Linked DNA regions of Danio rerio: regions 1 and 2 are each linked to region 3. Evidence: chromatin contacts called from public Hi-C data. All regions are on one chromosome and are shown on one strand. The core of a region is the stretch at or near the end of the contact, and the rest is flanking DNA. Distances in the headings are between cores, read along the strand shown.

Region 1 (3,896 bases), core at 1,167-3,666, 270 kb before region 3:
AATTGGTGGTTCATTCCTCTGTGCCGACCCCTGATAAATCAGGGACTAAGAAGGAAAGTAAGTGGGTAACACTTATGACTGGCTCAAATTGTGTGAAACTGTGGGGGGTCTTCTTAGGCCAGGGGTGTCCAAACTCGGTCCTAGAGGGCTGGTGTCTTGCAGGGTTTAGCTCCAACACCACCTGCTAGTAAGTTTCTCTTGTAAAGCTGCGGTCACACCATAGTTTGAGTTTGCGAAATTCTGTCGTACAGCGCTGCGAAAAGGAGCGGGATCAAACAAGATGATTAGACATTTAAAAAGCGAGCGATTGCTCCATATTTTACATATCAGTCCAGAAAGGTCATGTTTTGACCCTCGATTGGTCTCATGCAGTCAAGCGATGCAATTTCGCAGGTCAGAGTTCACCAAGCTTGACCTTTGCACCGCAGCATCCTGCAAAACTTGACGCATGACCCTGTGTTTCCGGTCTGACCATTCGCGTGCGTATGAATGGAAGTCATGGGAGGAAAAGCCCAGTGTGACCACAGCTTAAGAGCTTGACTACCTGGTTCAGGTGTGGTTGAGTAGGGTTGGAACTAAACTCTTCAGGACACCGGCCCTTCAGGACTGAGTTTGAACCCCCCTGCGCTAGACCATAACCTTGTGACTTTTCAGAACGTTAAAGGCTTTTTCAGTCTGTAAATTTACTACAGCGGTTATAAACAATCATTCATTTGTTTTCCTTCGGCTTAGTCCCTTATTTATCAGGGGTCACCACAGCAGATTGAACCGCCAACTATAGCTGTAAGAACAATTATCTTACTGTCGTCCTGACTTAAGGTGAACATAAGAATCCTCAATGCATCATGCAGTGATCTGTAAATGAAAATCATCCACAAAAAAAAGTTTGCGTCACATGATTCAATTTCATTTAAAAATAAAAACTTCAAAAACAATCAAATTAACTAATTTAGATGAGTTTATTACAAAATTGTGACAAAAAATGCACACAAATCTTGTGTGGTGCTGCTTTGACGCGATGCCCCAAAATTATATCTATCCTAGTTTTTAATGAAACGAATAATTTATGAACATTCATACATTTTTCAATCCCATTTAAGAAATTTAACCTTTTTAAAAAAATGCCCAAAACAATTAATACATCTAACAAAAATTCATATTTCATATATAAATAAAAGAACCAACCTTCTTATTATTAAAAGGTATTAGTGTATATGATAAGAAATGCAACAACAAACTCTTCGAATTCTCCAACAAAAAAAAAAATCAAACTGCTCCAAGAGGGAAATCGTATTGGTCAGCGTTAACAGAAGATATTGACTGGAAAAGAACATGGCTTCTCCCATATAAATATGTTATCCCAAGAAGCAAAGGAAGTCCATTTTAAAATTCTGCACAAAATATACCCGGTCGATGCATTTATCTCAAAATTTACTGATATTGCAGTTACTCGTCCTTTCTGTCAGGAAAATGAGGAAACTTCGACTCGCATGTTTTTTACATGTAAAATCTTACTCAAGTTTTGGTCAGATCTATATATTTATTTAAACAAATTACAATCAACAAAACAAATCTTTGAAATTGAAAGATATTATTTGTTATATAGTCCCTTTATTAATCCGGGATCGCCACAGCGGAATGAACCGCAAACTTATCCAGCACGTTTTACGCAGCGGATGCCCTTCCAGCCGCAACCCATCTCCAACACACTCACACACTACCGACAATTTAGTCTATCCAATTCACCTGTACCACATGTCTTTGGACTGTGGGGGAAACCCACACGAAGGCAGGGAGAACATGCAAACTCCACACAGAAATGCCAACTGAGCCGAGGTTCGACCCAGCGACCTTCTTGCTGTGAGGCGACAGAACTACCTACTGTGCCACTGCCTCGCCATGAAGAATATATATATATATATATATATATATATATATATATATATATATATATATATATATATATATATATATATATATATATATATATATATATATATATTACTTTTTATATGGTATGCAAAAAATTGTATCCACAAACAAAATTTCGGAAATCCTTTACCTCATTTGCCAATTGTTAATTGAAATTGATTTCTTGCTTAAAGCAAAAATTCTGCAAGTTAATAGAAACTTATGAAAATATCATGCTTCCAGTAAGTTAGTTTTTAATACTTTCTGTGTTTTTTATTTACTTTTGTACTGTCCCCTTTCTTTATTTTATTCTCTTTTTTCTTTTCTTTATTTAATTTTTTCTCTTTCTATTACTTTCTGTTCTTATCACTTTGTATTTGTATGTACTTGTGTTCCAGTCTCCTACATATTACTTCCTGATTTATATTGTACATTTCTTCTTTTCTAAATAAAAGTTTATTTAAAAAAAAAAAAAGTTTTAATGAAAAAAAAAAAAAAAAAAAAAAAACAGACCTCCCTGAATAATTAGTTTTTCCACTTTATGGGGGGGGGGGTCCCTTTGGTCCAAACACTGGTCCAACAGTCACATGAACTCTCTTATGTTTAATAAAGATGAGATTGATTAAAATGTGATGTGAGGAAATCCAAAATTGTTAACCGGCCGCGCCGTGTTTTCCAGCAGACTCTGCGCAGAGAGCTGAAGGAGATGCTCGATAATGCCATGCTGGAGCAAAGGGGCTCCGGCAGGGGTCTTATACGCACATTTGTACACGCTCACATTTGCCTCTGTGGGAATGGGGAAGTTTGATATTAGAAATAAACTTTCCAGTTTGCGAAAATGCGTTGAAGTCTCCGCTCGCCTCAGAGCAGTACCAGTTAAACGCATATTGGTGTCATTTGTCTTCGTCTCAAACGCATCAGTAATTGTTTTCACAGCTCGTGCCCAGCACACATTCACCCACTGACAGGACAGCGGTGGCGAACGCTCCATCCTCAAATCGCAAGCCCACATATATATAGCTATACCGGCGTGAATGAGGAGAAAACTGTGCGATATGGGGCAGACGATGGCACAGCGCTACCCCAATGAATAATGTAGATGGGCATCAGCAGCGTGCGGCTATAGAGTCTGCGAAAACACAGACGCTGGGGGAAATAAACCTACAGACTTTAATGCTCGTTTAAACGCGACTTCGAGTATGGAAACGGGTCTGGTCGCGAATCATCAAGTGAAAAATGTTGGACGCGGAGATCCCCCTCCTTCGCCTCATCATCGCACACCTCCACAGCAACAGTCGCGAGCATTCCATCAGCAGCACCAGCAGCGAGCCGCGCACAACAACAACAACATCTCCATCACCATCCACAGCAGCAGCAACCGCGCAGATCCGCAGCATGGAGGAAAAGAAGACGCTCTGGAGGCGCAGGTCGATCGCCATCCGCGTTTGCTGAACACAGGCGACGAGGAGGATCGCTCGTCCAAAACCGGGGGGGATCGAATGGGCAGCAGGTACGAGCACTCCAACTTTGGACCAGCGAGCAACAATAACAACAACAACAACAGCGGCGGCGGAGGCAGCGCGTCCCAAAGCGGGAGCAGCTCAGTTTCTGAGTTTAATAATTATTACGGGAATGGAAGAGGAGGGCCTTGCTTTGATCAACATGGCGGACAACAAAGCCCTAGGACGGCTTTAATACATCAGGCACCGGGCAACATGGATCAAGTGCAGAACTCCCACGAAGGGTACCATAATAATCCGTACAACCACTATCCCAACTACCGGCCGGGGTACGGCGGCGCTGGATACGGTATGATGAGCCCGTCGCGGCAGGGGAACATGATGGGCCCAGGTACCAATTCGCCTACCGCTGCTGCTGCTAGCCATGGCAAGGCTGCTATGGCCTCGACCACCCCGGCTCCTGGTGCCAATGTTGGGAGCTTTCAGAGGTTTCCCGGACAAAACCAACAGCACCCTTCTGGAGCT
Region 2 (3,764 bases), core at 1,078-3,577, 440 kb before region 3:
GAACAAACCATCATTATTCAATAACTTGTCTAATAACCCTAACCTGCCTAGTTAACCTAATTAACCTAGTTAAGCCTTTAAATGTCACCTTAAGCTGTATAGAAGTGTCTTGAAAAAATATTTAGTCAAATATTATTTACTGTCATCATGGCAAAGATAAAATAAATCAGTTATTAGAAATGAGTTATTGAAACTATTATGTTTAGAATTGTGTTAAGAAAATCTCTATGATAAACAGAAATTGGGGAAAAATAAACGAGGTTTAATAATTCAGGGGGGCTAATAATTCTGAATTCATCTATATATATATATATATATATATATATATATATATATATATATATATATATATATATATATATAAAATTTATATATATAAAGATAAAATGGTAATAAAAAAAGAATTCCCATTTCTAGCTTTTAACAATTGAGATTTAACAATAAAATTAAAACAAAATAAAACCATATTAAGGTCTCGCTGAATTTGTGTGACTTTCAATTTGAAACTACATATTCTCAAGTCGTTTATTGATGTCTTTGCAAACATAGCAAAATGCAAAAAAAAAAAAAAAGAACTATATATTTAGCCTAACATATTTTACAATCTGTATAAAAATAGAGCAAAATAGGAAAACATGTTTTGTGAAATAGTGGAAGCATGTGACCAGATCAAAACAATGAAAACTCCTAAACATGTTAGTTAATAGCTAATGTGAATAAAAATGACTTTTGTTTTTTTGTTTTTCCTTCTGTTTGGAAATATAAATAGACAGCCTATAATAATAATGGAAACAGTAATAATGATCAAAATAATTATTATTATCACAGTTTTATTCAAATTGATAGATAAATACAATTCTGACTAAAAAAATACAACATATGGAAAAAGTAAATAAAAAACATCAACAACAACAACAGTAATAATATTAATAATAATAATAATAATAATCGTTATTGTTTATTTAATTCTGTATTTGTTTAGAAAAAGACAATATAATCTTTTATTTATCTTTTATTCATAATCTTTTTATTTAATCTTTTTATTTTACACCGGCGTGAATAATAATGATAATAATAATAATAATAATAATAATAATAATAATCGTTATTGTTTATTTAATTCTGTATTTGTTTAGAAAAAGACAATATAATCTTTTATTTATCTTTTATTCATAATCTTTTTATTTAATCTTTTTATTTTACACCGGCGTGAATAATAATTATGATAATAATAATAATAATAATAATAATAATAATAATAATAATAATAATAATAATAATAATAATAATAATAATAATAATAATAATCGTTATTGTTTATTTAATTCTGTATTTGTTTAGAAAAAGACAATATAATCTTTTATTTATCTTTTATTCATAATCTTTTTATTTAATCTTTTTATTTTACACCGGCGTGAATAATAATTATGATAATAATAATAATAATAATAATAATAATAATAATAATAATAATAATAATAATAATAATAATAATCGTTATTGTTTATTTAATTCTGTATTTGTTTAGAAAAAGACAATATAATCTTTTATTTATCTTTTATTCATAATCTTTTTATTTAATCTTTTTATTTTACACCGGCGTGAATAATAATAATAATAATTATAATAATAATAATAATAATAATAATAATAATCGTTATTGTTTATTTAATTCTGTATTTGTTTAGAAAAAGACAATATAATCTTTTATTTATCTTTTATTCATAATCTTTTTATTTAATCTTTTTATTTTACACCGGCGTGAATAATAATAATAATAATAATAATAATAATAATAATAATAATATTAATAATAATAATAATAATAATAATAATAATAATCGTTATTGTTTATTTAATTCTGTATTTGTTTAGAAAAAGACAATATAATATTTTATTTATCTTTTATTCATAATCTTTTTATTTAATCTTTTTATTTTACACCGGCGTGAATAATAATGATAATAATAATAATTGTTATTGTGTATTTAATTCTTTATTTATTTTTTTTTAGAAAAAGACAATATAATCTTTTATTTATCTTTTATTTATAATCTTTTCATTTAATCTTTTCATTTTACACCGGCGCGGGACAGTGAGGACACTGTCTCTTTAAGAGGGCAGGTCCTGCCTTTTGCCTCTCATCTCTGAACCTGCTCAGAGCCGCTCGGATCAATTCACACACACACCAGTCCAAGGAAAGAGCAGAACCCGACACTGGCAAACACTCAGGAAAAATCCTCCTATACATCGTTTTGGGGCTTTCGATGACTGACAACACGGATGTTAGTGTGTGTGTTTTTGAACGAAGGCGGTGTTTATGGTTGTGAATATTTTGAAACGCAGCTCTTGAAACCTGTAAGATCACACATGATCTAAAATATTATTTGTTTGCCTCGAGAAAGAAAAAAACATCGTTTCATTTTAAACCATGGTTGTGGATACACATCTCGCGGATATTTTAGGACATGTAAATACATGGATGATTCCAGAATTGTCGGTAAGTGCGGCACCATTAAAAGTAACGTTAATGGTTTGGGAACACATTTGTTATTAAATTTCTCCTGTACGTGTAAATATAGAATCTAACGCATGAGTATTTTGTTTTTAAACGAGTCTTATTGCGTTTTCGTGGTGCGAAGAGCAACACTGTCACATTTACATTGAGTATTTTAATACTCCGAGACTGTAAGCGAGAGCCATGATGGCCAAACACTGTCCTAATGATGACCTGAGTAAGATCCCAGACGAGGAACTGGTCAGGTGGAGCAAAGAAGACTTGATCAGGAGACTGAGGAGGGTTGATGGTGAGAAGATGAGCCTGATGCTGGAGCATAGCAACATGATGAAGGATGTCAACCGCAGTCTGCAGGTGCACCTCCACGAGATTCGCAATCTCAAGGAGATCAACCAGAAACTGCAAGACGACAACCAGGAGCTCAGGGAACTCTGCTGCTTTCTGGACGACGACCGGCAGAAAGGTAAGAAGCTGTCTCGGGAATGGCAGAGGTTTGGGAAGTTCACGGCGAGCTCCGTATGGAAGGAGGTGAGCACCTATCAGCAGAAGCTCAAGGAGCTGGAGATCAACCAGGAAAACGTTCTGCGGGAGAACGCAGAGCTGAAAGACATCATTCTCATGTTGGACGAGGACAGGAATGGAGCTGGATCGAGGAGTTCTATTGACAGCCAGTCCAGCCTGAGCAACCTGAACGGAGGATCGGGCACTGTAAGAGATGTTGGCGATGGGAGCAGCACATCCAGCGGTGGAAGCGCTGGCAGTCCAGATCATCATCATAACCATATCCACAAGACTGTAGAAGCGAAGATTGGCACTGTGAGAAGATCAATGGATGATCTGTCGGCCCCGCATCATCACAGGAGCATCCCCGCTGGACTTAATGGTGAGTGTAGATTCATATCTCTGCTGCCGCCATTTTTGAAAACCTTTGATATCAGTATTGCTATGGCTTTTAGTGCATGTCTTTTATCTCTGAGGCTGTTTATGTGTCACCCAGGAGTTGTTCAAAGTAACTTCTATCAGATATGTGACCGTGGACCACAAAACCAGTCATATAAGGGTTTACATTTTGAAAATTGTGATTTATACAATATTTGAAAACCGAATAAACTTTCCCTCGATGGTTTAAGATACAGCTTTTTCGAAATTTGTTATCTGACCCTGCTAAAAAATCCAGCTTAAACCAGCCTAGGCTGGTTTTAGCTGGTCGACCAGGCTGGTTTTAGAGGGGTTTTGGCCACTTCCA
Region 3 (4,095 bases), core at 1,149-3,648:
CATCTTCCAGAAATATTACCAATGATCCATCAGCTAATGTTTTTCCCTCTTTCTCTCTGTTTAAAATTGTTGGCAAAGCGCTGTCAACAATATTTTTCGTCCACATCCCATAAGATGGGATAGCACATCGGACTACGGCAGGTGGATTAGTCCAAACAGGCGCAGTACTTTTTGCAGTTGGGTCTGTTTTAGTTTGGATCTTATTCTCACCACAAACTAATCGCTTCAGGGTTCGTTTGAAAGCGTACCGAGACCACCTTTTTAAGCAGGTCTTAGTAGGCTTTTTTGGTCTGCTTTTAATGCACACTCGAGTGCGATTGCTACATTCACACCTGCCCAAACGAACCGCACCAAGAGGGTAAATAAACAAACTCTAGTGTGATTCAACTGAACTAAATAAGATGTAAAAATACCCCTTAAAGCTGATATGACATGGCATGATACAACAAACTCAGATTTCTAACCTTGAACAAGTCTTTCTGTACAAGTATGATGATTTCAAAGGCAGCGCCGTGACTGAAAGGCATCAGGTAGTGGATCTCCTCTTTTCCCCAGCGCTCCTTCTGCAGTGTATTACAGACGATGTAGGGAGATCGCGTGAAGCGAGGATTAAAATGAAAGGCCACATCTGCCCGAGGCTTCATGCTGCTCCCACAGGTCAGGTCAACTTGAAATCTACAAAACATCAGACTATTCAGAACTGTGGACAAATTTAAAATGTCATATCAATGCACAGCAAGTTGTTTGTTTAACCTACAGTAACAAAGATATGCATTGTCAACAGTTTTTTTATATATATATATACAGTCAAGGTCAAAATTAATGAACTGTATGTTTTTTCGTATGATTGCCTTGGAAACTTAATCATGCCTTCATAATTTACTTTTGAATTCTTTAATGAATATATTTCATTGTTTTACCCCAGACTTTCAGTCTTAATTTAAAGAAAAGTATTAATGATTTAAACAGAATTAAATAAAACATTTATTTTTGTGTGGAAATGATTTAAATGTCTCCTTATATTCACCCTAACAAACGAATACTCTGTTGTTGCACCCTGTTTAACATTACAAACAATTTTGCTAATCGATCACTATGCATGGAAGAAAATATAAAGGCTTTCCACACTTCCACTTCCGTATATACAGTTGAGGTCAGATTTATTAGCCCCCCTTTAATATTTTTTTTCTTTCTTAAAAGTTCCCAAATGATATTTAACAGAGCAAGGAAATTTTCACAGTATGTCTGATAATATTTTTTCTTCAGGAGAAAGTCTAATTTGTTTTATTTTTGCTAGAATAAAAACAGCTTTTTATGTTTTTTTTAATTAATAAAAAAAAAAAAAAAAACGAGGGCCAATAAAAGTGGCCAAGATATGGGTAGCAACTGAAATCTGCAAGAAGGTAGCTCTCCAGGAACAGGATTGAGCACCCCTGTTATCTCATATTGCAATTTGTAGTAGTACAATTTCCACCCATGAAAAGAAATGTTCCCTTCCACCTCAATTTTACTGAATTACTGGATGGAAAGGATCCTTTAAACGTGAAGCCAAAATCGATCCTTTTAAGTTGTCACCTGTCAGAACCACTGGGCACAGTGCCCTGAATGAGCACCATCTCGCCGGGTTGAAGTCCTCCCAGGATGGTACCAATATAAGGAATCGTCTACAGACAAAAATGATAAGAATGAGACAAACAGACAACATTTATTCTACCTTATACGTTTTCAATATACACGTGTTTATCCAAACACCACAGACAGATGACACATTATCAAATATGACCCCCGTCATATCATATACATCCGCCTGTAAGCAAACAAAGTTAAGATAAACTTACTGGATTCGTTATGGTCTGTTTCGGATTTGCGACCGACATCTTTGCAACGCCGTTCAGAAAGTCTATTATACGCTGTTATTACGAGTTAATCACTAGCTGAGGAAGAAAATAGAAACGCTTTCTGCGCTTTCACTTCCTAGAATGAGAACGACGCGTTTGGTGGCCAATCAATAATGAGAGATGCGAGTTCGACGCGTTTAAAAGCCAATCAATGATGAGCATTATGAGCGCGACGCGTTTAGGAGCCAATCATTGAGAGATTAAACCGCGACGCGTTCAGCGATCAATGAATTGCGATGTTATGAAAGCCTAGGGCCAATCAAAGTGCGCTATACTTACCGACCAATCATGGCGCTTTCTTGTGAAGCGACGTGACGATTTATGATTTTGTAGTTTTTACGCTTGAAAAGCAGAAATAGAAAAGACATGGACGTTAAAAAAACGAACTGCAAACTAAGTATTTATGATTATACACCATTGCGTGATTGCGTTTCTTTTCTAATGACTGATTATCATGCGTCTCGCGTGTATATCAATATGAGCACATGACGCGGAAGTAATAGCTGCTGGTAATCATAAACATCCTCATGACAGACTTCAGCCGCAGTTCATTGAAACTCCAGTCAAATCATGCAAACGCACAATTTTCTGTGCATAATCTCCGTCATTATCGGATGTTCGGCTCAGTTTTATGTTATAGATGATCGGATTGGTTTAGGGCGGGAGTTTGATGGAATAGGGGGCTTAAGTGGTGGAGGAGTAAGTCATGTTCACAAGTTTAATGTGTCTGTCAAAAGTTGGCCAGTTGTTGATTAACTCTTTGTTTGTTTGTTTGTTTACAGGCCACTTCTCGACTTCTTGTCAATTATGAAGAACCCTATCGGAGTCAGATATTGGATTACTTATTCAAAGTATTTAGTCATTTGTTTTAGTAATTTTTTATTAATGATGTATTTTATAATAACCATACGTTATTTTTAATGTGTTATATATGTGGGTTTGGTTTTATTTAGCCCAACTTTGGAGCTTCACTTCACATCCTCAAGGTAGAAATAGGAGGCGATGCTCAAACCACAGGTGAAGCAAAGTATTTTCTGTGTATTTTCCCTTCTGTTTTGCATACCTGACTGTCTATAGCTTTTTAGGTATATCAAATTATCCAAAAGACATTAAAATAAACAACCAAGTTTTTGATTTGAGTATAAATCAAGGATAAAACATAAAATATATCAGGGTTATGCAGTTGTTCTGAAGAGAATACCTAATTCAGAAAATTGTCTTGAAATTGAAAGCTTATTGGTTAGTTTTCTGTAACATTTTATTGTTATTTCATAGAAAGCAATAGTTTAACTCCTTCACTGGTTCTTTAAAAACAATGTATGTCAGTCATATGACATGAATCATGTGGTACTAACATGCTGAAGTAGACAAAAAACAACAGGAAGTTAGGTTCACCTTGCCTGTGTGGTCAGTTAGGTTAGTTAGTTTTCATGTTAGTGAATTACCTGAATCATTAGCCCCTGTTTATTTTTTTTAGGCACATTTCCAAACATAACAGTTTTAATATCTCATTTCTAATAACTGATTTATTTTATCTTTTCTATGATGACAGTAAATAATATTTGACTAGACAGCTTCTATACAGCTTAAAGTGACATTTAAAGGCTTAACTAGGTTAGTTAGGTTAACTCGGCAGGTTAGAGTATTTAGGGTAGTTATTGTACAACAATGGTTTGTTCTGTAGACTATTCAAAAAAATAAAGCTTAAGGGACTAATAATTTTGAAACTAATGAAAATAATGTTTTTTTTTTAATTAAAACTGATTTTATTCTAGCTGAAATAAAGCAAATAAGACTTTCTCCAGAAGAAAAAAAAATATTATCAGACATACTGTGAAAACTTCCTTGCTCTGTTAAAAATAATTTGGGAAATATTAAAAAAAAAAAAAAAGAAAAAAAAAATCAATGGGGGGCTAATAATTCTGACTTCAACTGTATATGGCAAATAAATTGATGATTAAGATGTGTACGCTATTTTAAGGATTGGAAAGCCCATTTACACTAATTTCAAATAATCTGTCTGGTTGTCCGTGTTTTTTTTACAAAAGTTCCACCCTTTTCATTTTGTGCCAGACAGGGTTTCAAAAGAAGCCTGTTTAGTGCAATGTGTATTAGAAACAGTTGAAAGGCTAAATGAATGAAAGTGAACTATTACTGTTTTAAGTAATAATATGACAAAATGAAGTGAGTTTTTATT

What was found. A called contact is a pair of places that touch in the nucleus more often than the background predicts.
Region 1: a contact with region 3 is called in a Hi-C map of an unstated tissue, with 2.6 times the contacts expected there. The contact joins the promoter of arid1b here to the promoter of galca in region 3. A contact is called at or near these places in 2 of 18 Hi-C or Micro-C datasets (hematopoietic stem cells and an unstated tissue) and 1 of 4 datasets of contacts at active chromatin or transcription factors (embryo).
Region 2: a Hi-C map of hematopoietic stem cells shows a contact between it and region 3, with 2.7 times the contacts expected there. The contact joins the promoter of ccdc85cb here to the promoter of galca in region 3. A contact is called at or near these places in 2 of 18 Hi-C or Micro-C datasets (hematopoietic stem cells and an unstated tissue).

Annotation. Positions count from the first base shown.
Region 1 is chr20:5,202,031-5,205,926 of GRCz12tu, reverse strand. arid1b (AT-rich interactive domain 1B) reads left to right here and starts at 2,416. Exons shown (of 20, transcript NM_001346215.1): 1 at 2,416-3,896. The coding sequence starts at 3,111. It overlaps LOC141379524 (a long non-coding RNA gene), which reads right to left and starts at 1,231. Exons shown (of 3, transcript XR_012396333.1): 1 at 1-1,231.
Region 2 is chr20:5,379,068-5,382,831 of GRCz12tu, reverse strand. ccdc85cb (coiled-coil domain containing 85C, b) reads left to right here and starts at 2,327. Exons shown (of 7, transcript NM_001002628.1): 1 at 2,327-3,401. The coding sequence starts at 2,705.
Region 3 is chr20:4,936,607-4,940,701 of GRCz12tu, reverse strand. It overlaps galca (galactosylceramidase a), which reads left to right and starts at 2,398. Exons shown (of 17, transcript NM_001005921.1): 1 at 2,398-2,597; 2 at 2,681-2,749; 3 at 2,852-2,915. The coding sequence starts at 2,469. lgals8a (galectin 8a) reads right to left here and starts at 1,981. Exons shown (of 10, transcript XM_073934048.1): 1 at 1,839-1,981; 2 at 1,576-1,664; 3 at 465-675. The coding sequence starts at 1,877.